Regions from separate parts of the Mus musculus genome. Here region 2 is linked to region 1. A link is a contact called in public HiChIP or PLAC-seq data. All regions are on one chromosome and are shown on one strand. Each heading gives the region's core, a stretch centred on a gene start, on an enhancer-like site or on the middle of the called end of the contact. The rest is flanking DNA. Distances are from core to core; before and after follow the strand shown.

What was found. HiChIP or PLAC-seq counts read pairs in DNA pulled down with a chosen protein or histone mark.
Region 2: an H3K4me3 HiChIP or PLAC-seq map of embryonic basal ganglia shows a contact between it and region 1, with 2.9 times the contacts expected there. The contact joins two enhancer-like sites. A contact is called at or near these places in 2 of 115 datasets of contacts at active chromatin or transcription factors (bone marrow-derived dendritic cells and embryonic basal ganglia) and 1 of 9 other capture datasets (embryonic stem cells).

Annotation. Positions count from the first base shown.
Region 1 is chr12:116,673,512-116,679,738 of GRCm38.p6, reverse strand. All of the region lies in intron 2 of Ptprn2 (protein tyrosine phosphatase, receptor type, N polypeptide 2), which reads right to left. Among named protein-coding and RNA genes, the nearest start is that of Gm31336, 81 kb to the left of the region's middle. Within about 2 kb of position 1,843, at least 52 of the 459 cell types and tissues checked have an H3K27ac peak or open chromatin away from gene starts, as enhancers often do. A contact at or near this core is called in embryonic basal ganglia, where this site is marked.
Region 2 is chr12:117,212,342-117,218,813 of GRCm38.p6, reverse strand. All of the region lies in intron 15 of Ptprn2 (protein tyrosine phosphatase, receptor type, N polypeptide 2), which reads right to left. Among named protein-coding and RNA genes, the nearest start is that of Mir153, 35 kb to the left of the region's middle. Within about 2 kb of position 3,678, at least 12 of the 459 cell types and tissues checked have an H3K27ac peak or open chromatin away from gene starts, as enhancers often do. A contact at or near this core is called in embryonic basal ganglia, where this site is marked.

The sequences.
Region 1 (6,227 bases), core at 594-3,093:
CAAGAAGTAGGAGTGGGTGGGAGGGGTAGTTGGTTGGGGAGCGTGTGGGGGACTTTTGGGATAGCATTGGAAATGTAAATGAAATAAATACCTAATAAAAAATAAAAATAAATAAATCAGAACACACACAGTGCCACTTGAATTTCTGTGGGAGGCTCTCAGAGGTCAGAGAGCAAGGTCCCTGGATAGCCATGTGGATCTCCTGAAGCAGAAATAACTGTGCTAAGACAAAAGCACAACCTGTACTCACACACAAATATTTGCACACAAAGGCACAAACATGCATAGACTTCAGACAAAACTTCCTATCTATACCAACTATTTCTTCCTTCTTCAAGGCATTTTGAAAGCTACAAGATCATCTAGCCAATGGGATCTCACAAGGCAAACCAATTATGACAAAAAAAAAAAATCTTGGTTTCTAATTGCAGTCGATCACATATCTGCCTGCCTAGTACAGGGCTTTTCTTGCCTTAACTTGATACACACTTAAGTGTAAACAAGAATGCTCACTTTTCTGTTTCCAACAGTGAATCAATTTTAAGCATCTCCTTAGATCTGAGAACATATAAAGAGACAGACTCTTACAAGTAATAATGGCATTCATATTAAAGAAGAGAGATGTTTAATTAAACACAATGCTGCACACTGGCAGTGTGAATCATTCCCTCTCAGACAGGAAGGCACCAGGCACACTCGGAGTTATGTAGCTGCCATCCTTAACTGAGGCTGATGTACCATCTCTTTACATACAGCCAGGCCATTGAGGCCCAGCAATCTCAAAATATATTCCCTCTTAGGAGCTTCTACCTGATGGATCACAGACAGCTGCTGTCTACCAAGGAAACTTTCTGTCACTTCCCCGACACTTCCCTTCACACAGCCACCTTCTCCCATGACACACTGGTGTACACAAACATCTGCACACCGAAGTAGTCTATATGGGTGTTTTTCCAAAATTACCTTAGTAATTAGCCTTCACTCTTCAAACATAATCTATACAAATCTCAAATGTAAAAGTGTAGAAAATACACACATATGTGGAAAATTGTCCTCAGAGACATCAGAATAAGAATTCCTATTAGTGGAACTGTTGTCATGTAACCTATGAGCTCAACAAGAGAGCCAAGCTGGACATATGCACCCAGCTCCTCTGGAGACTGGGGATTTGAGATCATCAGACATCCTGGGTGTGTTGTCTTCCTTCCTTCCCTTCTCTGTTCTGCTTGCTGCTCCCTCTTCCTCTCACCTTCTCACTGCTCCTCTTTTCTCTCCTCTTCTCACTGCTCCTCCCTCCTCTCCCCCTTCTCACTGCTCCTCCCTCCTCTCCCCCTTCTCACTGCTCCTTCCTCTCCCCTTCTCACTGCTCCTCCCTCCTCTCCCCTTCTCACTGCTCCTCCCTCCTCTCCCCTTCTCACTGCTCCTCCCTCCTCTCCCCTTCTCACTGCTCCTCCCTCCTCTCCCCTTCTCACTGCTCCTCCCTCCTCTCCCCTTCTCACTGCTCCTCCCTCCTCTCCCCTTCTCACTGCTCCTCCCTCCTCTCCCCCTTTTTGCTGCTCCCTTTCTTCTACAAAGGAAGAAACTCGGATTTCTGTTGAATCGGCCACAAAGCTGAGAAACACATTTGCTCCTCTAGGAAACAGCACATGTATACATGTGTGGTTAAAGCACACCATGAGTAGAATTGTGTGTGCAGTACACGTGCACAGGCGCATGCACACAGGCAGTGCAGCATGTGCAGGCACACACTCAAACAGAATCATCAGAAGAAGCTGCTGCACAGTCATAAACTGTCAATCCTCAGCACACAAGCCTCTCTGCATCTTGAAGATAATGAGGAATTACCATGGCAACCCTTGAACAAGCCTCACATCTCTCCTCATTTCCCCAGAACACAGCATGGCAGCTGCAACTCCATCTCCCAGAACACACACTGTTTGAGAGCACAGGGCAGTAAGACTAAGAGCGTGTTCTCCTGTCACTTGCTGGGACTCAACTCAGGACATGTTCCTACTAGAATCAGAGTTCTTTTACAGCCAAGGTTGCATTCTTGGATTTATTTTACTTTGCATGTGGTCACAAAACAAAACAAATACAATGTCATTCAACTGAGTTCTGTTTCCAGGTCTATTGTAGATAGAAATAACTTTAAAAGCAGCCAAATATATTGGTATGGAACATGGGACTTGGAATAAGGTGTTCTTTCCCTGAGTTCTAGATATGTTTCTATTGCCAGAGCCTACCATTTTCTGAGGAATTCTTTCCCCCTCACAATTGGGACTTGAAAACAATAGTGTTAGGGTAGAGATGAACAGAGCTGACTTGGTGTCTGAGGAACTCTGGCCAACAGTATAGATGCAGCAGGGGTCTCTAGTTTCTCCATATGTATTCCAGATTAATGCTGAATCTCTGAATTAGATGTTCACTTCCACAAGTTTCCAAGAGGAGTCAAAATACTGGGCTAAACTCAGGAAGGAGCAGCATCTAGGAAACATGGTGTCACTGCAGAGCTAAGAAAAATGGGCGAGGCAAAAGCCTGGTAAGTGGGGCTATATGGCAGAAATCCTGGTGGGCAGGGCTATAATAATATCCAGGGCCCTCCTGCTCTAGGCCTTTTTCTTTGCCATTTGTCTTGTTCCCTGGGTCTACAGGACAAATTCTTGCAGTGTACATCACTTCACAAGGCCAGCTCCCACAGGAACATACCATGCAGACAGCTGGGCGACACCAAGAGGATACACGTGATGAGGCAGACCCGTGAGCTACACCTACCAACTACTCCTAGAGAACCTCTGCTCGTGATCTCCAACAAGCAAATCTTGAATTTTACAAGTGAATATAGCCCGTATTGATCTCTAAATTTCTTTCTCCCATCAGTGTTAGCCTTGGGCTGATAACTGCCATAATTCTTAGCAAGTACATGAAGCAAGTCTCCAATACAGGTATGTGTCAGGCAGCAGTCATCACCTACGTAAGCTTCTAGGTGAAGATCACACAAAAGCACTGGCTTCTAACTTTCACTATCTCATACGTAAGTGAAGAACATGGCGAGTCAGGAAGCCAGTTGCATCCAGCAGAATTCAGGGAACAAGGCAACAGGAATATCCTGAGGCCCTGCCTCAGCCACAAAGACCCAGACCTGGCCCACACTGCCAGTCTTATCCTCATGTGCTGTCATGAAGCATATTTTTAAGATAAGAACTCTGTAACACAAGAAGAAGACAGGACGTTTCTGCTTGTGGTCTAGGAGCACAATGCCACAGTCAACCCCACAGCGTAGCACAGTGGTTAGGGAAGGCAGGATACCCAGCCAGGAACTACCAGATGAGCACAGACACTCACTCCATTGTAAGCTGGAAGAGGTAGCAAAGTCTCGAGGCTGTCTGCTCATTCTGATGACTCAGAAATGTCAGGCCTGAATATGCCTTTGTCTATACAAGAACAAAAATAAATCATAAATAAACACAAATTGTGACCAGGGAAGATGAATGCTTGCTACACAAATTATGAGGACCTGAGGTTGATTTCTTGAACGCATATGAAAAAGCTGGGCATGGTGGCCCATGCTTATAATTTCAGAGCTGAGCAGGCTGAGACAGAAGGATCCTGGGACTCACAGGCTAGCCAATCTAGGCTAATTGACAATCTCCAGGCAAGCAAGAGACACTGTCTCAAAAAACAATGTGAACAGCTACTGGGAAATGAAACCTGTTGTCTACCTCTGTCCTCCTCTGCATGGATATGAACACCAATGCACCCTTACACACTTGTACATACATGTACATATATACACACCAAAAGCAGGCACACATAAATTCAGACATGCTGAAACAACACCAACATAAGACTATAGATGCTGTGTGTGGGCAATAGAAAAGAGGCAAGTCTGGACATGGAGAAAAAAAAAAGCTGCCCCTGTGTTGCTCGGGCCCCACTACTATACTTAAACTGAAGGTCATGGGTGCAGAGTGGCAAACAGAGAAGGAAGATGACTGAGACTGAGTTCTGCCTTTAACAGAAAGAGAAACCAAGAGCCAAAGAAACACAGCATAGGAAGCCTTCAGGACCAAGGGCTTTTCCAGTTTGAGGGCACAAAATATTTTACTAAATATCACATAAAAATCTAAATTTTCAAAAGGTCCTTAGGTTGCTCCTCCTAAAAAATAAATCAAGTTAACAATTAAGATGAGGTAGGCCTGTTAAAGGGGCCAGCAGCACAAAAAGAAGCAAACATGTGCTTAATTACCACCAGTAAATGATCAGTTATCACCAAAGAATGATCAGTGATCAGCAATGAAACATCCACTTACGGACCTGACAAGAGTCATTCAGCACAAATCTAGAGAAATGGCTCAGAGGTAAGCATGCATAGTACTTGTATGGAGGATCTGAGTTCAGTCCTCAGTACCCACATGAGGCAGCTCACAGCAACCTGTAACCTCTGAATACACGTGACATACAGACATAGGCATATATAAATAGATTATTCAGTACTGAGGAATGACCTTGTCCAGGACCGCAACTAACTGTCCATGGAGGAAATAGAGGCATAAGCAATACTAGGTCAAGGATGAGACTCTCATAGCTGCCTTGCCAGCAAATAAGGTTTCTTTGTAATGTTGAATGTTTTTAAATAAATAAAAATCATACTATAGAATAAAGTTTTCTGAACCTATGCATTTATTGAGAATTTCATACAAGTGTGCAATGCATTGACTCATCCCTCACTCCCACTCCTCCCACATAACCCTACCAACTTTATGTCATTTTTTTTTAAATCTACTGAGTCAATTTAGTGCTAGCCATGAGTCTAGTTATGGGGATATCAATGACATGGACAACTTACAAAGGGCATCAGAAGGAAACTCTCCCTCTCCCTTCTCCAACAACCAACAACCATCAACCACTAATAGCTCCTCACCTAGTGGTGGGACCTCTTATTATTTTACAAAAAGAACATAGTATAAAACTGCCTTGTAAATACTTATTTCTATACCCATAGATCAATGCAGCTCCTAGCCCTTACAGGATAAGCTTCTTTTTGCAGCAGACAAGAGTTGATATGCAGAATAATAACTCTTGAAAGTGCAGCAGATTCAAGACTGTGCTGTAAGCGTTTAGCCCTAAATGAGTCTTCTGTATCCACACTTCTCCACTGCAAGGGTCAGGGAACATCATGGAAAGGGGGTCAGATTGTCAGAACCAGAGGTTGGAAAGCATTGTAACAAAACAGTGTCCTCTGGACACGACAGGGCCTCTGCACTCATGAACGCACAGAAGCTGTGGCTGCCTGAGCAAGGCTACAAAAGATCAAGCCATCTACATCATAATTCTTAAAAACTTTAAAAATTAAATTGATATACAGGATATATTTGTAACTAATTTACCAATAACATTCATTTTAAAAAGTTAGCAGTATAGTAAGTAACAACTAAAGCATGCGTACTGGCTGGTTTTATGTGTCAACTTGACACAGCTGGAGTTGTCACACAGAAAGGAGCATCAGTTGGGGAAGTGCCTCCATGAGATCCAGCTGTGGGGGCATTTTTCTCAATTAGTGATCAAGGGGAAAGGACCCCATGTGGGTGGTGCCATCCCTGAGCTGGTAGTCTTGGGTTCTATAAGAGAGCAGGCTGAGCTAGCTAGTGGAAGCAAGCCAGTAACTAACACCCCTCCATGGCCTCTGCATCGGCTCCTGCTTCCTCACCTGCTTGAGTTCCAGTCCTGATTTCCTTTGGTGATGAACAGCAGTATGGAAGTGTAAGCTGAATAAACCCTTTCCTCCCCAACTGCTTCTTGGTCATGATGTTTGTGCAGGAATAGAAACCCTGACTAAGACAATATGTAATGAAAATTTCTCAATATTAAAGTGCAGTACTGGTAAGTTTGTAGAAAACATGACCCTCGTACTTGAATTATAAAGCAGTTTCACACATGTTCTCCAAGGCAGTCCTAGGCATCTCTGTAAATGTGCAAGCCAGTAAATGAAATGCCTGTTCTATATTTATTTTAAAATATGTTAAAATAGGAATGATTTTTTAAAGTTTTTTATTTATTTTAATTTATTTACATTTCAAGTGTTATCGCCTTACCCAGTTTCCCCCCTTCGGGAAACCCCCCACCCCATCCTCCCTCCCCCTGCTTCTATGAGGGTGTTCTTCCACCCACCCACTCCTGCCTCCCTGCCCTCAATTCCCCTACACTGGGGCATCTATGGAGCCTTCATA
Region 2 (6,472 bases), core at 2,429-4,928, 540 kb before region 1:
GGAGTACCTGCTCAGGTCTCTCCTAGATGCACAGTGCAGGGAAGTACTTGTGATCTGGGTTCCCCAGGGCTTCAGCACCTTCACTTTGTTACATATCCACTGAACCATCTGGTATAAGCATACAGAGGCAAGCCAGGCAGGACCATTGAGGTCTGTGAGGTCTTCCCAGAAGGGCCTCTGCCACACATGGGTTATGACCTAGCCCTACACAGGGACACAAGATCCATAGTTGGTAAAACACACAGCTCTTGGGAACTTAAGCTTGAAGTGGGTCAGCATCTATAAAACCACACTTTTAGCGTCTGCAGGGATGTCTCAGTTGGTAAAACACTTTCCTACATGTTTAAGGACCTGGATTTGATCCCAGTATCAGTATAAACTATCAGGCATGGTGCTGTGATCCTGTAATCCAAGTACTGGGAGGCAGAGACTGGAAGATCCCTGGAGTTTGCCAGCTAGCAAGTTTAGCTTAACTGATGCTCTCCAGGCCAATAAGAGACCTTGTTTCAAAGGAGGTGGACACCATTCCTCAGGGTGGCACCTGAAGTTTCCTATTGGTCCCCACACTCATATGCATGGATGTGTAAGCACATCAGCATAGATACAAATGTGCATCTCTCTCTTTTTCTATCTCTCTCACACATCACATCACATCACACTTTCATAATTTTCAGAGAACAGTAATCTTCTTGGTGTGCATGTTGTGCAACTTTTGAAGAATAAAGCTTGTTTGGGGGACAGAAAGGTAGAAGTACCATCTTTGACTGATGTCAGGATGCTCAATGGAGTCCCGGAGATGTGTCGTCTGACCCTTGGAATGCTTAGGGTCATTAAGATGGTTCCAGAAAAGCACAGGAAGAACTACCCCCACTTAACTCAGAGACTTAACCTGCAATGAGCATTTGTGGAAGAACATCAAAGAACCAAAAGGACCAGCGATCTCACAGCCAGGAAGAGGTGCATCTTTCTGCAGGGGCTCTCAGAAAGGAGGCCATGGTCTCTGCCACCGAGGAGCTGAACCACAGCATGATAGATGCATTTGACCCAGAAGCAGCAGCCAGGCCAAGCAGGTGGTGCATGCCTTTCATCCAAACACTGGGGAGGCAGAGAGGTAGGAAGATCTCTTTGTGTTCCGGGCTAGTCTGGTCTACATAGCAAGTTCCTAGCCAGCCGCAGTTACATGGGGGGAGATCCTGTCTCAAAACAAAACAACCAGAGAAGCAGTGGTCTTTGATGACACAGGGCAGAGCAGGGGTAGAGATCCTATCTGTTGAGGGTGTGCACAGGAGCCATGACCCAGAACTTCGTAGTGGAGTCAGTGTCTAATGTTATCATATGCAAAAGTACAAGCGAAAAAGCTGAGTTCTTCCCTTAGTGACACCAAACCACGGATGGACGAGGCTGCTTCCCAATCGAGGAAACAATCCCACTAGCTACCTTCCCTCCATTTCCTCAGGAAGAACAGCAGAACATTTCCACAAATGGGTATTTTTACCACCCTTTTCTGCTAGTTGTGGCAGAGGTGCCTGCAGTGTGGGTCCATCCCCAAGGTGGGTCTTGGTGCGCTGAGCTGATTCATCTTCAGTGTGCAAGCTATCTGCGCTGATGTGACAACTTCCACAACGTTGAAGCATTCAATGACTGGACTTGACAGCCCTCACCTCTAGAGGCCAGAAGGCTAAAATGGTCTTCTTCAAACTTGCAAAGTCCCTGTAGCTGACCATCCTCACCTCCTATGCCTGGCTTCTTTGGCTGCCTCACCATGGGCCATAACTCCATCGTGGCCTCCCAGACTCAGCCTGGTAGGAGCCTTTCCCATCTGTAGTTCACTTGCATTTGTCTCATGAAGACCTAAAACACGGCCCTTGTACGGGAGACTGTTCTCTTGCCCCCGAGCCAGATGACAAGGAACAAGCACTAGATATTCAGCTACCAGACAGTGGATACCTCTCTGTCCTGAGCTGCCTGCTGCCTAGGGATCACAGGTACTCTGACAGCATGTGTGGTCTTGACTGGGACTCCTTTAGGGTTAGCTTGATTTCCAATGAAAGGCCACCACTAGCTATAATCTTTGGAAGCCTAACCTATAGAGCCAGTAAGGATGAGCTGAGTGGGGATGGAGGCAGGAAAGTGATGAGGAAGAACATATAGGGATGGGAGACTCTGTACATTGAGATTACAGAACATGGTGCTCTCTGTAGCTCTGTGGGGGTGTGCTGCTGGCCAGGCTCATCTTTTAGGCTGGGTAACAACATTGGAGAGGAGTCAGGTGAGCTTCCTGTGGGTCTATACAGCTCTCAGACAGGCTCCTGTGTGGAAGCCTCATGATCACCTGGTAAGGGAGGTGGTCACTGCAATAACTGCTTTGCCAGGGGCATGTAGGGAACAAAAGCAGGGCTGTGAGCTATGATGGAGGCCTGATTAAGACAGAGTAAAACAAATGGCAGATGCACGTGATGGGTATATCAAGGATTCTTAAACACTGAGGCTAGCTCTGGACCAGGCCACGTCCTTGGGGGTTCATACAATGAGTTCTGGCTATCTGCCTTCCAAAATCTGAGACCATGACTGCCAGGATGTTCGAAATGGTAGCTTAGTAGTGGTAAGGTCATAGCATTGGGCCTTGCTTCAGATGGTGGCATCCCTTAACACAGGAGACTGTAGTCTTAGACACTATGAGCCAAGGAGTGGCCACAGTAGGACCTTGTCATGCTGACCCTTCCTCGACTGGGGATGTCAAGGCCCCAGTACAGGGAAAGAAAAAGCCACTGCCATGTAAGTCGCTCATTAGCTATTATAGCCTGAGTGAGCCAATAAGGTCAGATGACATTAGTGATGTGACATCATCAGGTCATGATGTAATAACAGAATTGCAGCTATGGGTAAAAGGCCCTTATTTTTTAAATGTGGGCCAATATATTTTTATATCTTAATGTCTAAAATAGAGTCATTATTTGGCCCAGAATTATGCTAAGTGGCAGTGGCTGAGCCCAGAGCCAGTTTGTGGGTTACTGCCAAGTGTTTCAACAGGGGGCTTTAAAAATGGTATTGGGAAGATTGGGGGTACCTTGCCAAGCACTGTAAGGAGAGTTCCTGGGAAACAGCATGCGTGCTATGATGGGTCAGTTCTGTAAGCAGTTATCTGAGGGTAAAGGCTGGCTTCTACCCTGGGCAGGTTATACAACCATTTTAGTGCAAGTTCCTCCACTTGCAGTAGAGACAGCTCCAAGACAAGCACCGCTATCACTAGAAAGACAAAGGCAATGCATAGCTAGCTTTGGTTGCATGCTGGTTGTGAGTGCTTAGACAGCTCAAGCTAGAGCTGCCAGGGTCTGGGAGTGGTTCACATTGCTAGACTGCAGGCTTAGGCTCATCAACCGGACCTCTCCCAGAGGACACCCGATGGATCTCAGCCAGCACAGAAGATGCCATGTTGACTCTCCTTGACCAATGACTTGAAGATGTAAGAAACGTAAAAGAGCAGGCAGTAAAATCCAAGAGAGGAGGTGGCGTGTTAAGACAGACACAGGGCAGAGTCTCCGAGATTTAACAAAGTTCCTTCTGCTAGAGAGAAGGCTGAGTACAGTTCCTCTGATATAACTCACTAAGCATGGATGGTTGGGCAGGGCTGGCACCTCGGGGCTCACAGCCACTGGTAAGGAAACATCCTTGGATTCTGATGGCAACTTGGAAGTGATCCAGCATGGCCACGTGAGTCCCATACAAATGTAGATGAGTACTCTCTCTGTGTAGGAAACCTAGGACTGAAGAGGGAAGGAGCACCTGGGAGGATTTCCTTCTATCATAGGGAGCACGCTGGCTACACATCACATCAGCTCACCCCCTAGGATAGCAAGTTGCTTCTCAACACTACACAGGTATGAGACAGGAGAGTACTCTGTATTCTAGACCTTGCCACACACCTGTGTATCCAACTCTTTGTTCTCTTTGGTTTTTTGCCAAGAAGTATTCTTGCTTATGGCTTCAGAATCAATCAATCAATTAATCTCTCTCTCTCTCTCCTTCTCCATCTCCCTCTCTCTCCCTCCTTCTCTCCCTTTCCCCCTCTCTGTCTCTCTTTCTCTCTCTCTCTGCCCCTCTCTCTCTCATCATAATTCAGATACAAAATTTTCTTTCCATTTATTTATAATATAGTGTGCCAAAACAGCATTATATTCCTGCTGGTGATCTAAAAAATCAGACCAACAAAGTATTGCATAATTCTTTGTAACTATGCACAAAAACTGCCTATGGATTCTTTAAAGTTCCAAAAGAATGCAACTAGATACAGTCACACGCTGGCCTGGTGCCTAGAGAGTGTGGGCTGCGGCTTCTTTGAGAATTTGATGGTGTTGTTGGAGAGGCTGGGCTATGGGGACCCGGTCCCTGGCCTTCCTACTTGTGATTCTGCTACGCCCCTTGCCACCTCACTGGCCCAGTGCTGGACTGCCTTGGCTGGGTTTTGACAGAACCACACCAGCAAAGAAGCAGTGGGTAGAAAGGGTGTGAGGGACTCTTCAAGGGCAGAGGAGTGGGACAAGCTTGCAAAGCATGGGGACAGGTAGCAAGCATAGGGGGCTACTAGGAAGGATGACAGGCATAGGTGAGGGTGTGAACTACAAGGCTGGAGCAGGGGCGATCAGGAGGTTGGGGGCCTGAATGCCTGGATGAAAGTAAGAGATGAAAGAGACCGGAGACTGTCACAGAAAGGAGACAAAGCAACCCATCCAGAGTGAAAGACAGCTCTGTTTTGTGCCTACATGCCAAAGGACACCCCAACAGGAAGTACAGAGGGCTGAGGAACTGAATCCCCATCTTGCCACTCACGCTCCTGTGGTGGGCTTTCAGCATGCACGCTTATAAACAGAGCAACATGAGAAAAACCCTTCTCAGCATTCTTTGGCTCTGTGGCAGGGCCAGTTCCTTTAATGAGAGATAGCAAAGCAGGATAGGAGAAGGGTGTTCCCCAGAGTTTGGGACAGAGGTCAGCAAGCCACAGCTAGAGGGCACTGCTCAATGGTTTGTCCCTAATGCTTAAGGCCAGGGTTCTGGTAGCTGGAGAAACTGAGTCCCCTAGTGACCCTGGCCTCCAATGACTCACTCTTTTCACACTCGGTGCAGCTGAGAGCTGGGTGGCAGAGTCCTATTGGTTGGCACCAGGAGTTGGTACCAATCATGTTCCTGGCATTCCTGGAAGCATTTTTCTCTTTGCCTCACTCTAGTGTGGACAGACAGGGATGAACATCTGTCTGTCACAGAGGCCCAAGGGCCCCTGGTCCTCCCCTTGGCTACCATAGTAGTACCAACTGTTTGCCTGTGCCAGCCTCTTAGGGGAGGGCATGTTCTGAGGAGCGGACTTCAAATTGAAGCACAGTCAGATGCCTTCATCCCATTTCTATCCAGCCCAGCTCCCTGGCCCCAACTTACCCTATCCATCACAACTCTACCATAGCACAGGGACAGTGGCTTGGTACTCAGGCATCTTAGCACCTGTCAATAGTCTCTGACATGGCTGGTGTTTAACAAAGCCTGGCTGTTGGTGGGACCTGCTCTATGTTGCTTTTCTTCTAAATATAAAACTTGTAAGCTACAAGTTCCTAATCATAGCTGTCTAAGGGGAACATGTTTGGACACCCCACCCCACCCCCTGGAAGCAGAGGGTAGAATACCAGCCTCTCTCTCTCTGGGAAATGTTGACACGTAGGTGGGTAACCTGAATTCTAAAGGCTCACTGCTCTGCATGACTTTAGCACATAACTTGAAACTTAGCCCAAACCCCTGCATTTATTCTAAGGAGAAGCCAAGGAGGTCTGACTGAAGGGGATGCTATAACATTCTGCTATTTGGAAGAGAGCCCTTAGATGTCCCTGGCCTGCAGGCTGCAAAGCCCCAGGTGGGGGCTCAATGACAAGGTGCTTTCTGGCATCTCAGCATGGATCTTCATTCTCTGTGCTCTATTTATGCTAACCTGAGACCAGCATGGCTTCGCCAGGCTCTCAGAACAGAGATAGCAAAATACATTATGTCTGAAATATGGACAAGTACCTCTTGTCTTGAGGTAGAAGAGTAGCTGAATTATTCACATGTATCCATCATCTCTGAACAGACCAATGTTTGTCAAGTGTCTATTTATATAGGAAGACTTTGATTGCTGAGGCCTTTCTTGGGTGGGCTCATATTGTCAGTCAAAGTCCAAACTTTCCCTAGGTCATATGGATACCCCTGGCTAGTGATGTGGAAGAGAGCCAGGTACTATAAAGATGTACACACCCAGTTCCTACACCAGGGGTTCTGTATTTTGCATGTCCACCTAGTATATCTTTTCATTATAGGAAACTAAATTGTTCTCTACTGGAGTGGCTTCAGGACAACAGTGATACCCAGGTAGAGTGAGCCATCCATGTCTGTGGCAATATTGTACCAGTAACACCAGTGACCACTGCTAAAACTGAGTTGGAATACCTAACTCTAT